Linked DNA regions of Mus musculus: all the other regions are linked to region 4. The links are chromatin contacts, called in public capture Hi-C and promoter capture Hi-C maps. All regions are on one chromosome and are shown on one strand. The core of a region is the stretch at or near the end of the contact, and the rest is flanking DNA. Distances in the headings are between cores, read along the strand shown.

Region 1 (2,815 bases), core at 168-2,667, 600 kb before region 4:
GAGTTGGTAAAGTGAGAGGGAGAGCACCGTGTCAAGTGTGGTCCTAGGGCAGTGAGAGGGTAGGTAGGAGAGAGTGAATGGTCGACAGGGTTTGGGAACTGTCATATGAAGATGGAGGTGGGGAAGTCCTTGGGTCTATAACTACATCCAGGGAATCTGGGAACTCCAGTGACACCTAGGGACTCAGAGACCCATTACCTTTTTCTGTGTGCTCTATAATCTGGCGAATTGCTTTCTTCAGGCTGTTGGCTCTCAGCATTAGCTGCTCCCGGGGCCGGAAGATCTGTGGCCGGGAGGGGCATGCCGAGCCCACCAAATGGTCCCCAGTAGAGCTACAGATGTTGCCTGATCCGTCCCCATCCTCAGCCTCCTCAGCAATGGTAGGAGGTGGGTTAGACAGAGAGGATGAAGCCTGAGACTCGTCATCCAAGGTCTTGAGGAGAGAGTCCAGTTTCTCTTTCAAGACAGAGCACTGGATTCAAGAAATAGCAGCATGAGAGCAAGCTCCTCTGCACCAGCTGCTCCACCTACCCTGTGCCTGGGAACCTACCTTCTTGGCCATGACCTCTGACTCCTGCGAGCTCTCTGTCGTCTTCTCATAGGCCTTGCCCACTCGAGCCACAAAGTCCTTCACTGTCTCACAGAGCACTCTGTAGGACAGAAGGCAGCTTGGCTGGGACCCTGCAGAGCAGCAGCGTGCCGCCTCTCTGAGTCCCCAGAGCCCCACTACTCACTTGGCTGATGAGATCACCACAGAATGCTGGTCCGAAGTTAAGATTTTAGAAAGATGAGCTGCGACTGAGTCTTCATAGAAGAGAATTTGCTGCACCTATAATCATACCAAAACAGGGGGCAGTTAGTCCCACAGTCTACTGTGAGCGCCATTAGTGTCTGACTTGGGAGTTTTCTTCGGCCCTTCTGGTCCATCCTCTCACAGAACAGACCATCTCTAAACACTATCAGGGCTGTCCACCGCTAAGGGAGCGAGGACAAAAGTGTCACCAACCTGTGGACAGACTAAATGATGAGTCAGAACTAAACAATCCCTATCAGAGCCCCCGACAGACTATGGCTCTTCAGGCAGGACAGTGAGAAAGCCTGAAAGCCCTGGCGTAAACCCCAGTCTACCTTCAGTAGTGCGCTCGCTCGTGGCCAGGCAGTGCAGAAGCTTCCTTTTGCCCTGACCAGGAACTCTGTCTCTCAGCTCCACCGTTCTCTGTCCACCCCATAGCAAGCAAACCTTCTCACAGGTCAAAGAGAAACTATCTGTGCCAGTCTCAGACATTTTCCTGGGTACTTTTCTCAGGCTCCACACAAATATTCTCAAAACAAAAGCACAGGCCACGCTCCACCTGTGAAGCCATAAAAAGTAGGCTTGGCTTGGCTTGCTGACTGCTACTGTCCTTGACCCCTTGGGCTTGTCAGACCAGTCACCTAGCAGGACCAACACTGCATGTGCCCAGCGGAGCAGTTAGGACATAAACACAAATCAGGATCTCAGAACTGAATCCCTGGAGTGGCCACTGCTCAGCACAGAGGACTGGAACTGGTGCTGAAGCGGTGTGTGCTAACTACAAGGGCAGCACAGATGTCAGAGAGAGACAGATGAGCATGGAGACTTCCGGAAGCAGACAGGAGGAGGCTGTATAGGAAGAACAGCAGACTGCATAAGTGCTGAGCATAAGATGTCACAAGGGGTTAGGCATCGGAAAGCACCTCCCAACAGTCATGAAGCCCTAGAGTTGAGCCTGCTCAGCCTCAATCTCAGCCCAAGGCTCTTCCTGCACTCCTTCAGAACCACAAAAGGGACAAGGATGTAGTAAAAAAGCTGAGTACATGACAATCACATGTGGGGCTTAAATAGCAGGTGGTGGACTGGGGGTCAGCTCAGTGCCAAGTGTGAGAATTGAAGTGCCATTCCCAGCACTACAAGAGAAAGAGCAAGCAAATGGTGGTACCTCTGAGTCCTCGCTGAAGTCCTCAGTGACAGTGGAGGAGGAGGCCTGCCGAGGGAGCTTGGTCTCATATGCCATGACACTCCACCTGCACAGGCCCAAAGTCAGCTCAGCTGCAGAATACCCACTAACACCCAGGGATCTGCAGGGCCCCATCCCCCAACCAACCCCTCACTGCTCCAATGTCATAGTCTGGTGCCTTTATCTTAGTTGTATTCTGACTGTTTGAGTTTTCTGGTTTTCTTGAGACTAGGGCTAGTCTTAGTCCTCACAAGTCTTAGAGTATGAAGCTTGGCCACAGAGGCCAATGCTTCTTGGTCCAGCTGCCATTCACACATCCTGGCTGCCCCACTCACCTGTCCAGCATCTTAGTGCTGGCCCTCTCCAGCTTTGCCAAGATCTGAGGAAGCTGTGTATCATCATCACAGGCAGAGCCCCAGCCAAGAACACGGGCCAGGTCGTTCCCTGTCCCCAGGGGCAGCACACCTAGCTGACACTGGTGGAAAACAGTGAGGAAAACATTCCTTAGACAGCAAGTCTAAGAACCATTCTCATGCAGTACACACTCTGTTGACACCATCAATAGCCACAATAAGTGTAGGAAGTCTGATTTGAAGTATGTGGCCTGTACCTTCTCAGTAGAGCCCACTAGAGGGGACAGATGGGCTTTGTGATCACCAGCAGATACCAGGATCCCCAGCCCTTCCTCACTTATTCAACATGTCTTGGCAATCAAACCTTGCTGGTTTCTATAACCCCTCCCTTCCCAAAGACACTGAAATACTCAGACCTAAAGAGTCAATCTATAACTCCTCAAACATCTCTCTACCCTACTGTACATCTCACTCATTGATGCCACA
Region 2 (2,700 bases), core at 193-2,692, 620 kb after region 4:
ACCATAGATAAAACATAGTAATTGGTTGCTGAGTAACCATTGTTTTTGCTGTCTCCTGACACAGCGCCTGCTACACATTAAACACTCAAAAATAAAGAATATCAGTCAAAGAGCAAAATTTCCACAAGACTCTTAAGTCTCACGTATTAAACAGTAACTCTGCTTAAACTGTTGTGTTTTACATAAAAATAAGACTGACTGCAGAAGCAAAAGATCTAGACGGGGTAAGAACATGGTGTGTTCTTAAAGAAATGGATCAGGATCAGAGTGACTTTAATTTTTTAAATAAGAACTAAACCACGTGAAAACGTTTCCCAAGCCCTAAAGAATATTATTTACAAAATTATTTCATTCGCTCAGTTCCCTCCAATACATAGTGTATCTATCCTTTAGAGGCAAATCAACTATGTTCCTAAAAGTCCCACCCCCTAACCTACTACACAGCACTGAATACCTACCACATAGATTGTATTTAATCATATGTCATCTTCTTGTTTTCCCAATGGTGGAATGTGTACAACCTCGTATGTCTTCTAAAACTTATTTCAAGTGCATTAACACTACAGGTGCTTAGTACTGAAACTAAATGATACCATTTTCAATGATGAATCTCAAAAGGCTCCTGAATTTTATTCCTAAATAATTCTGCAAATTGTTCACAGCTATGTTTTCACGCCATCATTCTATTAAGAACAGCAATGTCTAAGGTCTTTTTGGTGTCACTTGTCCAAACTCAAAAGAGGTTTTCGGTGCCACTGTTATCTTTTGAAGTGTAAATCAGAGATATATTTACACCTGGCCCTATTTAACGGAGTAAATTTTACTTGCAATCTTTCCCAAGATTAGTCAGGTCCCAGGACGTCCCTTCTGTATAAAACTGGACACCACAACAGCTAAAATACAATATACTGTCCACAGCTCATTCCTAACTGCAAAGCTAACTCCCGGGGAAATAAATGCTCGGTTCAAAGCGTATAGACACCTGATAAAGTCTATATCACTTTGGAAAGCTCGGGTGATCAGCAAGCGCTGCCGCTCATCACTCCGGAGGCACCACAAGCCTATCAGCCTCCATCAGGACCCACGAGAGAACACGTCCCCAGGTGCCCCAAGCCTCGGAAAGTCGCGGCTTCCCAGACACCGACTCCAGTCCCCTCTCCCTCCTCTCGCACTGAACTGAAATATAAAAAGTTAGGGCCCACGGGGCGTGAGGAGCCTGAGGCCGGGTCGGGGCCGGCGGAAGGCGACCAGAGGCGCCGCGGTCGGGCGCCCCGTGAGGCTAGGACGCACGGTCCCGGCCGCGAAACGCGGCGCGGAGGGAAGGCCAGGCCGGACGGCCGGGGCGTGCGCAGGGGGAGGGGGCAGGAGCCTCACCGTCGCTCCCGGGAGGCCGGCGGCGCCGCAGACCCGCAGTTGCTAGGGAGAATGCGCTTCCGGGTCACGAGCGAGCGTTCCGAGAGCGACGGTGGCCGGGTTGAGCCAAGAGCGAAGCGCGGGGCTAGTGGGCGGTGGAGGCGGTGGTCGCTGCAGGACCACGGGATTGAATGAGGGGCGGTACGAGGCTCATCCCGCGTGGGCGGCTCCCGCCTTAGCGACAGCAGCCTTTCTGACTGGGGTCCCTCTCGCGCTATCTGGATCCTAAACCCACCACCCAGCCGTTGTCACGTTGCAGGTTCCACCTGACTTTTGGATGCTCTCAGCACCAACGCCACCACCTTCCTAGTTACCAAGTCTTTATTCATCCAAGCATTGGCCCATCACTCCTTCACTGGACACCTGTACAGGACTAGGTGCATTGTTGGCACGCGCAGGCTGGTAACCAGAGAGGTGACAGTGTCCAGCTAGCTCAGATGAGCGAAGGAAGCTATAAAGCCTGTGCGAGAAAGGCTAGCCTAGGCAAAAGAAGAGAAGAGCAAAGAAACCTCAACCAAGTGGAGGGGGAGAGAAAGTGGGTCAAGCCATGGAATACCTGCAATGTGGTGTTAAGGCTGCAGGAAGGCAGCATGGCCTGATAGGCAAATGGATCAAAAATTGAAAACATGAGGACTCTGAACCACAGAGAAGGAAACCCAAAGAGCGTCCTGGGAAGTATGAAAAGGAAACAAACAAACAAAAAAAGTTAGTGAGGAGCTGGTCACAGCTGCCAACTGTTGTGGAGATCATGTGTTCAGTGATGCCAGTAGAATAATCAAAATTCAATACTACAATGTCAAAGTAGGGAGTGGAGTGCACTTCATTGGACTGTGAGTCTTTTCATGATTGGTTTAACCAGCTGTCTACGTGTGAAGGAGGCAGCTTCGTTTTTCTCCATGTAGCGTCAAGAAAAGAAGATATGGGAAACTTCTGGATTTCTTCCTGCTTTAAGAAGCCCCACCTTGGTATAACTTCCATGCTTGCTTAAGGAATGAGCCTGCGGATTCTTATTTTATTTTATTTTTTCTCGCTCCTCCTCAGATCCTTTCAGAACCCTTAGACAAACTTGCGTGTAAGCAAACCTTGCCTGTTCTAACTGCAGAGAATAAATGGCAGAGGTTTGGGGATTCTGTGACTAGTAAGCAGGATAGTGGAAACAGGGATGGGGAAATCCAGTAGAGACAAAGAACAAAGGATTGGAAAAACAAACAAACAAACAAATGGGGTATGGGTGGGGGGCAGAAATGGGAGGTGAGCTAAGAAAACCAAAAATAAACTCAAGAATAG
Region 3 (2,748 bases), core at 27-2,526, 680 kb before region 4:
AGGCAGAACCTGAAGTGGAGGCCATGGAGAAACCCTGCTCTCTGGCTTGTTCCCTCTGGGTCACTCAGTTTGTTTTTTATACAACCCAGGTCCACCTTCCCAAGGTTGGCACCACCCATAGTGGGCTGGGTCCTCCCACATTAATCATTCATCAAGAAAATGTCCCCACACTTGCCTCCAGGCCAATCTTATAGAGGTATTCTCTCAGCATCTGTTCCCTCTTTCCATGTGACCCTAGCTTGTGTCCCGTTTACAAACAAAACAAAATAAAGTACAAAAACAAACAACCTACCAAGAAAAAAAAAAAGTAATCAAAACCTAACTAACAAGCACATGGGTGTAAGGGGATATAGCTGCCCAGAGGGAAGCCACCTATGCCTGTGGATCTTGGCTTACAGTGTTGAGTTTTGGTCAGGGAATAAAAGTTTAAGGTATAGCTGTGATTTTTAAATAGGAGGATAAAGTACCATAAGACAGAAAGAGATATGGCCAGGAAAGCAAAGTGAAGGGGAGGTTGCTAAAAAGCAAAGTGGTCCTCCACCTGGAGTACTGAGAGCTGTGTACTCTCCCAGTCCATTTCCTGGCCCAGACCCCTTATTCCTAGCCAATGGTCATCTCCAGTCCTTTCCTCCCAACACTTCCTCAGCGTTCTAGCCACACCAGCCTCCCTCAAATGTTCCAAAGACAAATCCCTTGGACTGATGGTCACTTGGACTCTGCCACCCTCAACCCCCATCACCCTCCATCTTTATTCCTGTTCTCCATCTCTTAAACTCTCAGCTGAAATAAAAATTAGATTTCACCTGTTTCCTTCATTCACATCCTGATAGAGGTTGGAGGAGACGAGGGAGATACAAATGGGGTCTGTGCAAAGGATGGGAAGTAACCTATCCGAAGAGCTCCAGCAGGACAGACAGTTTTGTGTGCATACATGCTTGCATGGTTATATATAAACTACTTAAGGTGGATTGAAGGCGATGTAAGAAGGTTCACAGAACGTAGAGCATTTTCACAAGTTTTGTATCAGAGATATACTTTGAAGAGGAAAAACTGTTTTAAGGTTCTTTTGTTATCCTAGAGCAGAGACTATATAAATACATACTCCACTTAAATGGTGAAAGCTCTAACAGAATGTGGCTCCAACGCTTTTTGCAGGCAGCAATAAATACAAATTTTAACTTGTAAGCCGTCTGGAAAAAGAGCAGTATAACTACCCATAAATCTCCGCGTGGCGCGACGCACCCTGGGAAGTGTAGTCGCATCTGGGGTGGGGGTGGGTGGTTGGAAATCACTTTCCAGAGACACGGCCTCCTCGGCATGGCGGTGCCCGTTCGGAGCGAGTTCGTTTACTCTGTGCTGTGGCCGGGGCGGGGGTCTGGGCTATAGGCAGTAAGTGGGGCTGGGGAACTGGGCGCAGGGAGGGACGAGGGCAGCGTAGGGACGACGCCGGCGGCCTGGGGAGAGACGCCGGGCCTCTGCTGGCAGCGCGTCAGGGGTCGGGCCGCGGGGACGCGCGCCTGGTCGCGCTCCTGGGCGCTGGGCGGCTTGGTGGGCGGCAAGGCCTCTGGAGCGGCGTGACGGGAAGCCAGCCCGCGAGCTAGCTCGAGGCCTGCCTCGCGAGTTCCATTTCTTGAGCTTTTGTTCAGAGGACTGTGTTGGGAAGGAAGAAAACTGCATTTTGGCCATTCCTATCACTTAAGAGAGTGTTCTCAGCGTTTTACCCCAAATGTCCCTTCCCCACACAAGAAACAGAACAGATTCCCGCAGGTCCCCACTTCTGCAGTTGGATTCCTGGGTATGTTTTGGAAGGCCATTGGACTCCATGGCTCTAATGACCAGAGTTTTTCTTCCTCAAGGTACTTACTCCTGGCTCTCTAGTTTAGGGCCAAAGTGCTGAAACTACTGTCAAGATTAATGTGATAGGGTTAAGTCACTGAAACGCTGTGATCTGGTACTGTGTATGAAGGGATGGGGGAAGCTGAGATTTCATAATTGATGAAGGCTCCTCCCCTTCTCTCCCCCCCCCCCTCATTTAGTGATGTGGAATCCAAGAATAGTTATCGGTTCTTGTGGGTCAAGCCCTTTGTACTCAGTAACCTTTCTTTTGTCATGTGACTGGTTTAATTTACCTATGAAAAATACGCAGCCCCATTTTACATAGAAGTAAATGTTAGCTAAAATAACTTGTCCAGGATCACACAGGTTAATCAGGACCCCGTGTAGGTAGGAAAGACAAGTCAGGTCTCGCTTTCTCCAAAACACAAACTACTGTGTTTTCTGAAGAACGATTTAACAAAACAGCTACGCTCGAATAATAAGAGAAAATTGGGGGTGGAGGTACATTTAAAGAATGGAAACATTTATGTAACATATTTTCTTTAAAGGATAGCGTTTAGTTCCACCATGTTTGGGAACCTATTTGAAGAGGATTATTCCAGTGTGTCAAGTAGTCAGTATGGAAGAGGGAAGAAATTAAAGACTAAAGGTTTGGAGCCGCCTGCCCCTAGAGAATTCACCAATTTAAGTGGAATCAGAAATCAGGGTGGAACCTGTTACCTCAGCTCCCTTCTTCAGACGCTTCATTTCACACCTGAATTCAGAGGTATGCTATGTGACATGCATTTGAATAATATGTACCGTGGGCTTTATATGTAATTAGTTATGAAAAAAACATAAAAGAAAACGAATCTTAAGGTGGATTCAACAATATGTGTTTCATTGTTGCAAAGAAAGACATATATTTGCCGT
Region 4 (2,855 bases), core at 257-2,756:
AGACAAGAATGGCAGCATACAGTACATAATCTCTTCTTCCCCAGCCACAAAACTCTAAATCCTTTGTCAAGTACCAAAAAAGGTATGGTCTTTTTCTTTCTAGCAAATCACCAACATCTTCAACGTTGGTATTTTTCCAGACATATGTCACTTCTAAATGTTTTCCTAGTGTCTTCTTATGTGACAGTGAAGTACATATCCCAGTCTAGGCAATCTAAAAGCTGCTACATTAGGGAAATATCATTAAATGAAGACAAAGTATATGTTCTAACCAAAAGGAAAAATTCTGCCAGTCAGAGCCACAAAAAAGGATGAAAACTCATGTACAAAAAGTAGGATAATAGTTTTTGTAATTTAGGAAGTCATTTGTTACTAAAGAGGAGTAACTACATAAGGAAGACTACAATCCCTGTATACAACACTCTGAAACATAATTACCTATAATTCAAGGTAGATGGGACTAGGTGGGAAGCCATCACTGATTGAGTCCCTTCATTTCTTAAGTTATGTTGGAATACTTACCTTCCTAATAGAACCACTAGGTGTGTTTAAGTGCTTTGACTTTCGAGAAAACTGGAGGTGAGGGGAGACCGTACTAGATAAATGCAAAGCAACGTTACTGCTTCCCAAACGCGGTCACACAATCAGCTCCTTTCACACCCTTCCTTACTTGCTGGCTTGATTTATATTTCAGCTACAAAACCAAAGTGTTCAAGAGTGCTTCGTGGGAAACTGCTTGCCCATTTCAAGCCGGTATGAACATTCGGGTCCCCGGGGCTGCCCGGGGCTCTACTTTCCCAAGCCTCTCAGTCCCAGGATCAGATCATGACTCCACCTTGCCTGGGGCCTGCTCAAGACCAGTCCTCCAGCCCTAGAAGCAGTCTTCCCCAGTCCAGATGCTCGGTGGAGAAGGCAAGGGCGCACCTCCCTGGGGCAGGTGCGGGCAGGAGCGCCGGCAGGAGCAGCTGTCGGCTCGCAGCAGCTGTTAGCCGGGGTACCCCGAGGCTGTGCGGGCGACCAGCCCCGAGGAGCGGGCAGCGGAAGGCGAACCCTCCGGCCTGACACTGCCCACCCCGCCTCCCGCCTCCTCTCCTCGGCTTCCCCCGCGATGCCACGGGGGCGAAAGCAGGGGGCTGCCCTCGGCCGGGACGCTCCCTGGACTGCCGGGACCCTCGCACGGGAGGAGGCTCCTGCTGACCTCGCACCTGCCCTGTCCCCAGGTCTGACGCCCCCAGCCGGCAGCGGCCGTGGCCGCTGCCGGGCAGCCTGAGTGTGTCCATGCGGCCGGCTCGGGCCGGAGCGGCGGGGACGCGACGGTGGGCGCCGGGCCACGGCAGCTCGGGGCGCTATGGCGGGGACTGGGCGCGGGATGGCCGCGGGCAGGGGAGACACACACCGAGCCACTGGTTACCTGCGGTCCGGGACAGGAGTCTCTCAGAACCCAAGTCAATCCTCAGCCTCAACAACACAAGATGGCCGACACGTCGCCACGCACGTCACGTGACCCCGCGCGCCGCGCCGCCCCCCGCCCCGCCTACATCCCCGCCTCACTCCCTCCCTGCTCTCCAGCTTCCCACGACATCGTTCCCTTCCTCGACGGCCTGCCCCTCCCCTCGGACACGCCCCTCCCTGAGACCCGGATGCAGGGCCGGGCGAGGACGGAGCCTGAGTAGCGCAGGCGCACAGTGGGGCCTTTGGCTGCATCTCCTATGGCCCTAGAGTTGAACTGGTGTCCCTAATTGGAGCCTGGCCAGAGGCCCTATGACTCACCGTCCGATGCACCCAATCCAGTGCCCGGTTGCAGTACAAAAATCTCCACATCATTTATGAGCTGGTTTTCCAAGCTAGAACTTTTCCACAGCATTTGGTCTAGCATTTTCCTGCCAGTTGGTCCATCATGGGGCAAATGGTAAAGCTGAAATTCAAAGCAGTTTCCTTTCTTATAGAACTGGAAATTCATCCTGGAGTACTGGAATGTGACAGCTGGGAAGGTTTTAAAAGTTCCTACACCTAGCCAGGCAGTGGTGGCTCACACCTTTAATCCCAGCACTTGGGAGGCAGAGGCAGATCGATTTCTGAGTTCAAGGTCAGCCTGATCTACAGAGTTCCAGGACAGCCAGGGCTATACAGAGAAACCGTGTCTCGAAAAACTAAAAAAAAGTTACTACACCCTTCCACTACATGTGGACCTACAACCCCCTTATATATACTGCCTTCCCATTTTAGGGTTGCGAGATAACGAATAGTAAACCCGGCAATACAGAATACAGGAAATTAATCTGCTGTCTTTCTGAAACTCATGTTTAGCTGGACATACTATATACTTTGATTTGCTAAACCTGGTACATCTACCATTTCAAGTCACCCGGGTCTTTCTGGGACCATTAGTCTTTTCCTGCCTTTCTACTACCTTTGGTGTTTGGGATCCACTCAGTTTCACACAATCACTGCAAAATATCCTCCAGCATTTATCATAGGTCTTCCCATCAACATAAACTTAAGTTTCAGAACACAGTGGCAGACTCCCAACCTAGTCGTTTGGGAGCCCTGGATTCAACACTTGGAAAAAAAATACACACACACACACACACATACATACATACATATATATATATATATATATATATATATACCAACTTCCTCCTCTGCCTCCCTTCCTGAGTCTTGATTCCCTTTCAAAGAGAGACTGTATAAAAGAGCATTAAATTCAGAGAATGATCATTAATCTTGACTGTGATCATTAATCTTGACTGTCAACATGATGGGATTTGGATTCATCATGGAAACAAATATCTGAGCAAATTTATGAGAGATTATCTAGATTATGTTATTTGATGTGGGGAAACCCGAGAGTA
Region 5 (2,728 bases), core at 174-2,673, 660 kb after region 4:
GACTTGAAACTGATGTCTAGATCTTTCTTTGGGCAATATGCTGACTCAAATCAAACCTCACCTGTGAGTCATTTCCCAAACGAAAGGCTGGAAGGAGCTTGTGGTCCTCATTTGGAGTCTTTGGGTTGCATGCTAGGAAAGGACGAGGAAGTAGACGGCACACTCAGTACACTCTTGCTTCCTCTGTATCCTCCAGAAGCATTGGGTCCTCTAGACCCATGTCCATCCCAGCAGTCTTCCCACTACCCTCTCTTCCCACTTCCCTTTCTCTGTAAGAAGCTAACTGGCTCCTGCTTCTCGTCCTCTCTCCCAGGCTCTTTGCTCCATGAGACCACAGGGACCCTGCCAACATTCATTTCCCTCGCTCAAGCCTGCATCCTGCTCAGGAGAAGGGACACAAACTCTTGCACATCACTCCATTCTTGAAACTACAAGTTCTCTCGTGGCTCTAAATTGCAGAGCTCCCTAGAGTCCGATGGACCAAGATTCCAGGTCAAGGCGAGGAATTGTGTGCAGCAGAAATAAGTGGCCCGGTCCCTATAGCCAGAAGGCAACTACAACCCCAAACTCAATGGCGATGGCCTATTGAGGCTTGGAGCTGGTTAAAACCCAGTACTGCCCATAGTTTCTTAGGGTATTCAGGACACTAAAGTGGACATCTCCACCTTCAGGAAGGGCCAGTACATCACTGAAGGAAAGCTACCTGCCTCCTAACCTCCCAACACACACACACACACACACACACACACACACACACACACACACACACACAAACTCCTGGCTCACACTCGTGGGTTGATGACATCCTCTCACTCGTGGGTATCCGAGACTTACAAGTCTCCTTTGCAGCTACAACATTCAAGCTCTCCCTCCACTTCCCACTGGGATCTACTAACCCCATCCTCTGCCGCCCCCATGTTTGAGCGTGTAGACATGGTCAGCCCTTCCACCCTGGCTAGCGCGTGGCAGCATTTGTGAAGAGTTTGGAAACAGAGCGATCTGTGTAGATTTTGGGCCGCACCAACTTTCAACCTGTGTAACTTTGCATAAAGGACATTTCTTCTAAGCCTTTGCACCTGCAGAAGGAGTACAGACACGTATCAGGAGCAGCAGATACACAGCGCAGGGACGCCTAGAAGCCTGAGTACTAGGGCGAAGCGCATTCTACAAATGGAGTTCTTTTCTGCGCGCCGCTTTGTGGCTTTGAGCGCAGCGAGCCGAGCCGCCGGCTCCTTCGGAGGTGGGATGTGGGTTGGAGCAGAAGAGGGAGCCCCCGTGGCCCCCTCCCGGCCCCCTCCCGGCCCCCTCCGGGCCGTCGATTCGGCCGCGTGCGCTGTGCCATTGGCCCTGGAGGCCCGGTGGGCGGGAAGATGACATCAGCGGCAGGTTGGATTATAAAGGCTCCAGCGGAGCCACGGACTCAGAGCGCACCCAGCCGGCGCCGCACAGCAGTAGGACCTGTGCTCGCTTGGCAATCCTGCTCCGCATCCGCCTATCCGACTGCTCACCGGCAGTCCCGGCTGCAGACCGTCTGCACACCTCGGTCCCATCGGCACCATGCACCTCTCCCAGCTGATCGCCTGCGCCCTGCTGCTCGCGCTACTCTCGCTCCGGCCCTCTGAAGCCAAGCCCGGGACACCACCGAAGGTGGGTGCTGTCGCGGGGACGCTGGGCTTGTGAGGGGCGTGGAAAGATGTGGTGCGCAGGAGGGAGCAGAGAACCCGGAAAGGCAGACCCCCTCGGACTTGCTCCCTCAAAGCGGGGACTTCTCGGGTTCATTTCCCAGCCTCGGGAGAATGTCGACACATGCACACCTCCCGTGCCCCAATGTGCCCAGCATGACCTGCGGCACGGGAAGAGCAATGGGCTCCCCGGAGGAGCAGGCAAGAAGGCTGCGTGGCAGGTGGATGCTGGACTCAGCTGTCCCGCATCGGTGGAGGCACGCTCATGGCTGAGAAGGGCCACGCCACTCTGGGCCCCGTAAAAGTCATCTATGCTACATCGGTGCACTCTTTCACCTGTCCACTCTTTTCTCCGACAGGTCCCGAGAACCCCGCCAGGGGAGGAGCTGGCGGATTCCCAGGCAGCTGGTGGCAATCAGAAAAAGGGTGACAAGACTCCAGGCAGCGGGGGAGCCAATCTCAAGGGAGACCGATCGCGACTGCTCCGGGACCTGCGTGTGGACACCAAGTCCCGGGCTGCTTGGGCCCGCCTTCTGCACGAGCACCCCAACGCGCGCAAATACAAAGGCGGCAACAAGAAGGGCTTGTCCAAAGGCTGCTTTGGCCTCAAGCTGGACCGGATCGGCTCCATGAGCGGTCTGGGATGTTAGTGCAGCTACCCCTGGCGGCGGTAAGTAACACCATCGGACGCTCCCCGCTCGCCTAGCTCTGCACCCAAGAGAGCCAAGCTCTTATCACTGTCCTTCGCAGACTGTTTGGTTTCCTCCCTGATCCCTATGTTCTGTGACCTTCCCCCAACCAATTTAGGCATGGGATCAAGTGTACCCAGACATTTGCCTGCCACCTCACATATCCCATTTTACAGATTTAAAAAACAACAACAACAAAAAAGTGAACACGGGCCAGGTCAGAGACCAGGTTCAGCCTTAGAGTACTCCATCTGGCTTCCTCTAGAAAAATAGAGACAGGCTTATGCAGTCCCAGCCTCCAAACCCACCACTGACCACTGGCCAGCTAGCCAACTGGAAACTTGTTAGAGAGATCCT
Region 6 (2,851 bases), core at 217-2,716, 740 kb after region 4:
ACAACAAAAAACCAATTCCTCATGCTGTGGTGACCCCCATCCCTAAAATAATTTTCATTGCTACTTCAGAACTGTAATGTTTCTACTGTATGGATCATAATGTAAACATTTTTGGAGATAGCGGTTTGCCAAAGGGATTTTTGACCCACAGTTTGAGAACCACTGCTTTAAGTTCAAATGTCATTTCCACCATGAAGTTTTGCCAGCTGTTAAAGGCACGTCACCAGAACCTCTAAGGCATTCTCCACTTGATCTTGACTAAAAGGCCAACAAGTAATCCTCTGTGGCATTCTGATATCTTTTCTTTTATGCCACTTGTCAACTCCATCTTGAATCTCCTTATCTCCCTAATCAGTTATGTATCTTCTGAATAACAGTGGCCTATCTTTTACTTAATTCAGTACCCAACCAAAACCAAAAACCAAAACAAGGTTTGTTGAGTTACTTGGAAGAAAAACAAACAAAATGGGTGGGTGATCAAATGGGTGGAGTGGGAACAAGAACAGGAAAGAAGGCCAGAGGAAGGACACAGGCGTCTCCAAGGAAACAGAGGGTTAAACCAACTTTATCTACTTTCTGGGGGAAAAACAATCATTAAATGTCAACTTGAATGTCAAAAAAGCAAATAAAAATAGCAAGACCTATCTAGTCTGAGGATAAAGGACTGTCACACCAGCTCCTTTCAGGAAATCCATGAAATAAATGCTTTCCTATTTTCTGGGTGTTTCAACACTAGTTCAGAAACTGTTCATTAAGGAGAAAAACAATCACATTGCCATGCTTCTAAAAATATTACCTCCCTAGTGTAGTGTAGATACTAGATGACAGGTCAGTAGATGTAAAGCCAGATTTTAACTGTGTCAATTTGCTGTGCTCTCTGGCCAGTCTCTGCCTCACCGGGTCTCTATTTCCTCATATTTAAAAACAAAAGATAAAGAGATTGGATTGGCAAAATCTTTTAAGTCTTCCTGTACTAACATTGAGTATAAACAATCTTTAGCTCACCCAGTCCAAAGCAGAAATATAACATAAACCCTGCAAAACAAGTAAAAATGAACTCCAGACTAATAAACTAACACTATTTGAGGAGGTCATTTTGTTCTGTTATCTCTCGTGGCTTAATATGTGGTTTTGTTGGTGGTTTGCAGTCTTACCATGGTTTGCAGACTCCTGAGTTCCATGTAAACAGAAGTTAACTGTCGGTGGGTTGTCACGTCTCCGGGGTAAAAGAAGACCTTCCTGCTGGGTTTCAAGTAACAGGATTCAGAAACCAACCCCATAGGAGGATTTCAAATATGTGCACACTGCTCGGCACACTGGAACCCAAGTTAAAAAGATGGAGCGCATAGTATGCTGGGACTTGTAGTCCCTGGCCTCTAATGGTGCGCTGGGATCGCCTGTGCTCTCTGGGATGCTGGGAAATGTAGTTTCTGCCACCTTGTACAGTGCAGCCTGCCATAGTCTCAGACCACTAGTGTGCCCGGCAACAAGAGCAGGCATCTCAAACGCCTCTGAAGATTTCAAGCCATCGCTCCTCTGGGACAAACTCTAGGCAACAACACGAAAGAAAATTCTGTCCTCCGGGACTCTCCAAGAGGGCCTTTCCCACTGACGCTCTCCGTCCCCGAGCGAAGCCGCTGAGCGTTGCTATTGGCTACTCAAGATGCCAATCGCCAAGGCTGGCTTGTCATTGGTTTCAAGGCGGGAGCTCCACGACTAGAGGGAAGGAGAAGGGATCAGGAGCGGGAGCTGAGGGGAGGGAGAGGCCGGTTCGGGTCTGGCCGCCACCGCTGTTCACCTGAGGTGTCCGGCCGGGCTGCGGCTGTCCTCGGTTCCTGGGTACCGTCTGCGAGGCCCCGCGGAGCCAGCGTGGGAGGGCCGCGGGCGGCAGGCGCCGCATCATGTCAGCCAAGGACGAGCGGGCCAGGGATATCCTGAGAGGCTTCAAACTGTATCCGCCCGGGAGCAGGGGCGGGGCTGGGAGGAGGCCGTGGCTCTAAGGAGCCAGGCTTTGGCAGGGGCGTCAGGTGGGCACCGGGGAAGAAGGGCTACGAGAAGGGGCAGGAAAGGAACTGTGTGCCGGGCCCCCGGGAGGGACCGCGAACGGGAGGCAGGCACAGGGGCACCCTGAGGGAGAAAGGGGACGTTGATGGAGCCTGGGGGGGGGGGGGGGCGGGGGGGAGGATGGAGGTGGAGGAGCCCCGGGACCTGGCTACTGCGAGAAGAGTTCCCATTTGAAATTAGGGTCCTGAAGGCCGGGAGGCCAGAAGGGGGCTGCAGTCCCCACGCAGAGGCTGAGGGAGTGCAGCAAGCTGGCCTCCTAGCCTGCCTAGGAGCGACTTTGGCGGGAAGCCCAGGGTGGGAGCAGGAGAAAGTGACTCCAAGCAAGTGACCTTGTATGTGGGGGATAATGTACCCCATCCCACCCCACCACACACACATCCGTCTTGTTTTCACAACTTTTCTTCCTCACTTGTGGCTTCTTATAGGGCTGGAGTAGTGGAGAGGTGGGGAAAGAGAAATTAAAGACGGACCCCATCTTAACACTTTGTTGGCCTTTGGAGCATTAACATCTCAAGTTCTCTTTCCAGCGAGATGAGAAATAGGAGGTGTGTGAGATGCATGAGGTACTTTGGTTTTGAACCGACTCCCGGCAAAATTATCTTTGGCATTGCTGAGGTTAACGCTTTATTATGGTGAAGCTGTTCACAATTACTTGATTGTGTTGAGGACACCATATGATATCAGAATTCGTTGTTTCGGTGGACTTGGTGTTGAATGCCTGTGATCCCAGTACTTGGGAGATGGAAGCAGGGGGATCCAGAATTCAGGTCATCCTCAGAGTTTCATA
Region 7 (2,700 bases), core at 198-2,697, 720 kb after region 4:
TTCTGGTCCACAGGCAGAATGCTGCATATATAATAAATCTTTTTAAAAATTTTAAAAATGTTTAAAAATAAATGAGCAGGACTCCAGAGGCTTCGTGAAGGTGAACCTTCTATGGTTTTTGTTTTTATTGTTTGGGTTTGCACTGTCAGACAGCTACTTCCCTGCCCTGTCATTCATCATCATAATCACAATTTCGGTTGAGGGGTGTTAAAATGTCTGCTTGTATGTAGGCCAGACTGGGATTGAACTCAGAGACCCACTGGCCTTCCAAGTGCTGGAATTAGAGATGTGTGCCACTAAGCCTGGCTCTTTTTTTTTTTTTAATGTACACTTTAGTGTGTGCGTGTGCCCAAGTGTGGGCCTGCAGGCCATGGGGTGCTCCTGTTAGCCAGAAAACAATTTGAAGAAGTCAGTAGCGTACATACGTCCAGGACAGAACTCAGGTCATCTGGCTTGACCACGAGCAGCCTTCCCAATCTTTAATTTCTTGATTACCTTGTCTCATGAATAAATTATGATCATCCATTTCTTTCCAGCAAACTGTTGTCAATTTAAATTGCCATTTAAACTAATGATCCTAAGCTCTTGTGGTCCTCTCTGCTCATTTGTCTTTCATTGGTTTGATGGGTATTTTCCCTTTTCCTTTTGTATACTTAAAAAAGCTTGAGAGCCGGGCGTGGTGGCACACACCTTTAGTCCCAGCACTCAGGAGGCAGAGGCAGGTGGATTTCTAAGTTCGAGGCCAGCCTGGTCTACAAAGTGAGTTCCAGGACAGACAGCCAGAGCTATGCAGAGAAACCCTGTCTCGAAAAACAAAACAAAACAAAACAAACAAACAAACAAAAAGCTTGGATTTGTAATTTTGACTAGGCAGTTTACTTCTACTCATCTCTAATTTCTTTCCATCTATCCTGTTGTTTTGAGGACTCTCACACTTGTAGCCCAAGCTGGCCTGGAGCTCATTATGTAAACTAGGCTAGTCCTAGGCTAGTCTCCTGCATCACTTTGAGTGCAGGGATTACAAGCATCAGTTGGCTTCCCTCTCCTGTAATCTTATATGTTCTGACCTCTGGCTGCATTCCTAGCACACAAGTAAACCCAGTAAGGATGCTGATGAGCAGTTTTCAAGTTCCTGGAGTGGCAAGGGAGGTAGGAAAAGGATTGGTTCTAACAAGAAAGATATGGTTGAATCAAAACTTCAAATTCTCAGTTAGGTAAAGACTATTATGAACTGTATTGTGCCTACATTCATTTTGAAGGCCTCCACCCTTTTTGAGTGTATTTTAGAATGGGACCTTTGAAGAGGAAAGAGTGAAATGAGATCATGAAGGAAGAACTTGATCTGTAAACAGAGAAAAGGTCCTGTGAGGACAGAGAAGACATGAGGACAACCGTCTGCACACAAAGGACGCAGGCCTCTGGAGAAATTGATCTTGCCAACACAATGACCTTGGACTCGCAGCCTCCAGAACTGTGAGAAAATTGATTCTGTTGTTAAAGACACATGGCCTGAGGTGTTTTATTATGGCAACCACAAGAAACTTGGATGAGTAACTTCACTTATTGACAACACATGGGGAAATGGCCAGCTGGCTGTGCTTCTCACAGTGAACAACCACAGATGGAGAGCTGGGTGTTAGAGGTGAGCCACACAACCTATGGAGGGCATGTACAAGCAAAGAAGGGTCACAGTGGACCCCCAGCAAGCACAGACACTGGAGTCTGTGTTAGAGTCGGAATCTGCCATGTGCTCTCCTCCCTGAAGGCTTGTGGTTTGGTCCAGGGCAGTGGAGATGATATGGGATGGAGCCTGGCTGGAGGGGAGATATATCTTGTCCCAGGTCCTTCCTTTCATTTTCTTCACAGCTGCCTAAAAATAAGCAGTTCAGCTCCACCATGATGCTCTGCCCCGCCACGGCCCAGATACAATGGAGGCCAGGGACCATTGACTGAAGCTTCCCGTTTTCTCAAGTTATTTCTGTCATAGCAACAGAAAGCAACCTAACACATCCCTGGAGAACTTTTAAGGCTGGCGGAGAAACACAGGAAAGGCCTGGGGGCATCAGTGCCATGAAAGCTGAGAGAACACTCAGCAGTGCAAGCCGGTCAGAAAGCTGGAGGTCAATGGTCTCCTTGATGAAAAAGAAAAAGCAGCTGGGGGGGGGGGGGGGGGCGAAGGCAGGAGGAGGAAGCAGAGAGAGAAAAGGCAGGCAAGTGTCAAGAAGCCTGCTTGTTAAAAACAGAAAAAGCTGATGGTTAGAAAGAGACATTGGAACCAGAAAGGATCTCCCTGGGATATAAAATTCTTTGTCACATACAGGCACTGGAGATGGAAGATGTAGAATAAGAAATGGTGGGGTGGAGAAAAATTGGTCCAGGGAGCAAAACTGAACTCATCACAGTAAGAACAATGGAGGCAAGATATAGCTGTGTTTTCCTGGCCGATGCTCTCAGGTGGATCTCTGGGTTCAAGGACAGCCTGGTCTAGAGTGAATTCCAGGACAGCTGGGGTTACACAGAGAAACCCTCCCTGCCTTGGAAAAAATTAAATTAAATTAAAAAATAAATTGCATTTCAAAATTACCTTGCCAGTTGGGAAAAAGATGAACAGTAACTTGCTCACAGTGTGTTCCTGTCTGGGGTCTAGAGAGAGTAGTGGGAATATCTATGAGGCTGGGAGGTGTTCTACACTCTTAGGGT

What was found. Promoter capture Hi-C pulls out the DNA fragments that hold promoters and counts their contacts. Capture Hi-C pulls out chosen DNA fragments and counts their contacts.
Region 1: a promoter capture Hi-C map of liver shows a contact between it and region 4, with 2.6 times the contacts expected there. The contact joins the enhancer-like site here to the promoter of Gigyf2 in region 4. A contact is called at or near these places in 5 of 39 promoter capture datasets (hematopoietic stem and progenitor cells, hippocampal neurons, liver and 1 more) and 1 of 115 datasets of contacts at active chromatin or transcription factors (astrocytes).
Region 2: a capture Hi-C map of macrophages shows a contact between it and region 4, with 5 times the contacts expected there. The contact joins the promoter of Dis3l2 here to the promoter of Gigyf2 in region 4. A contact is called at or near these places in 3 of 39 promoter capture datasets (hippocampal neurons and liver), 1 of 484 Hi-C or Micro-C datasets (the G1E-ER4 cell line), 1 of 115 datasets of contacts at active chromatin or transcription factors (astrocytes) and 1 of 9 other capture datasets (macrophages).
Region 3: a contact with region 4 is called in a promoter capture Hi-C map of liver, with 6 times the contacts expected there. The contact joins the promoter of Usp40 here to the promoter of Gigyf2 in region 4. A contact is called at or near these places in 7 of 39 promoter capture datasets (the C10 cell line, cranial neural crest, embryonic stem cells and 3 more), 1 of 115 datasets of contacts at active chromatin or transcription factors (memory CD8 T cells) and 3 of 9 other capture datasets (adipose tissue, liver and macrophages).
Region 5: a promoter capture Hi-C map of hippocampal neurons shows a contact between it and region 4, with 5 times the contacts expected there. The contact joins the promoter of Nppc here to the promoter of Gigyf2 in region 4. A contact is called at or near these places in 6 of 39 promoter capture datasets (3T3-L1-derived adipocytes, cranial neural crest, hippocampal neurons and 2 more) and 2 of 115 datasets of contacts at active chromatin or transcription factors (astrocytes and pancreatic cancer cells).
Region 6: a promoter capture Hi-C map of liver shows a contact between it and region 4, with 9 times the contacts expected there. The contact joins the promoter of Pde6d here to the promoter of Gigyf2 in region 4. A contact is called at or near these places in 11 of 39 promoter capture datasets (the 3T3-L1 cell line, 3T3-L1-derived adipocytes, the C10 cell line and 5 more), 2 of 484 Hi-C or Micro-C datasets (B cells and CD4 T cells), 7 of 115 datasets of contacts at active chromatin or transcription factors (the 230-238 cell line, astrocytes, bone marrow-derived macrophages and 4 more) and 2 of 9 other capture datasets (adipose tissue and macrophages).
Region 7: a contact with region 4 is called in a promoter capture Hi-C map of liver, with 4 times the contacts expected there. The contact joins the enhancer-like site here to the promoter of Gigyf2 in region 4. A contact is called at or near these places in 6 of 39 promoter capture datasets (the 3T3-L1 cell line, hippocampal neurons, liver and 1 more) and 2 of 115 datasets of contacts at active chromatin or transcription factors (astrocytes and trophoblast stem cells).

The regions. Positions count from the first base shown.
Region 1 is chr1:87,923,708-87,926,522 of GRCm38.p6, reverse strand. It overlaps Dgkd (diacylglycerol kinase, delta), which reads right to left. Exons shown (of 30, transcript NM_177646.3): 11 at 2,312-2,451; 12 at 1,959-2,043; 13 at 735-829; 14 at 551-650; 15 at 199-472. Among named protein-coding and RNA genes, the nearest start is that of Gm19582, 71 kb to the right of the region's middle. Within about 2 kb of position 1,417, at least 5 of the 459 cell types and tissues checked have an H3K27ac peak or open chromatin away from gene starts, as enhancers often do. A contact at or near this core is called in liver, where this site is marked.
Region 2 is chr1:86,702,546-86,705,245 of GRCm38.p6, reverse strand. Dis3l2 (DIS3 like 3'-5' exoribonuclease 2) reads right to left here and starts at 1,442. Exons shown (of 21, transcript NM_153530.2): 1 at 1,375-1,442.
Region 3 is chr1:88,007,079-88,009,826 of GRCm38.p6, reverse strand. Usp40 (ubiquitin specific peptidase 40) reads left to right here and starts at 1,276. Exons shown (of 32, transcript NM_001198573.1): 1 at 1,276-1,389; 2 at 2,385-2,602. The coding sequence starts at 2,404.
Region 4 is chr1:87,325,649-87,328,503 of GRCm38.p6, reverse strand. Gigyf2 (GRB10 interacting GYF protein 2) reads right to left here and starts at 1,506. Exons shown (of 29, transcript NM_146112.4): 1 at 1,412-1,506.
Region 5 is chr1:86,669,268-86,671,995 of GRCm38.p6, reverse strand. It overlaps Nppc (natriuretic peptide type C), which reads left to right and starts at 1,423. Exons shown (of 3, transcript NM_010933.5): 1 at 1,423-1,647; 2 at 2,042-2,352. The coding sequence starts at 1,558. The coding sequence ends at 2,332.
Region 6 is chr1:86,581,400-86,584,250 of GRCm38.p6, reverse strand. It overlaps Pde6d (phosphodiesterase 6D, cGMP-specific, rod, delta), which reads left to right and starts at 1,466. Exons shown (of 5, transcript NM_008801.3): 1 at 1,466-1,951. The coding sequence starts at 1,902. It overlaps Cops7b (COP9 signalosome subunit 7B), which reads right to left and starts at 1,330. Exons shown (of 8, transcript NM_172974.3): 1 at 1,155-1,330.
Region 7 is chr1:86,607,003-86,609,702 of GRCm38.p6, reverse strand. No RefSeq gene overlaps it. Among named protein-coding and RNA genes, the nearest start is that of Gm41908, 19 kb to the left of the region's middle. Within about 2 kb of position 1,447, at least 7 of the 459 cell types and tissues checked have an H3K27ac peak or open chromatin away from gene starts, as enhancers often do. A contact at or near this core is called in liver and trophoblast stem cells, where this site is marked.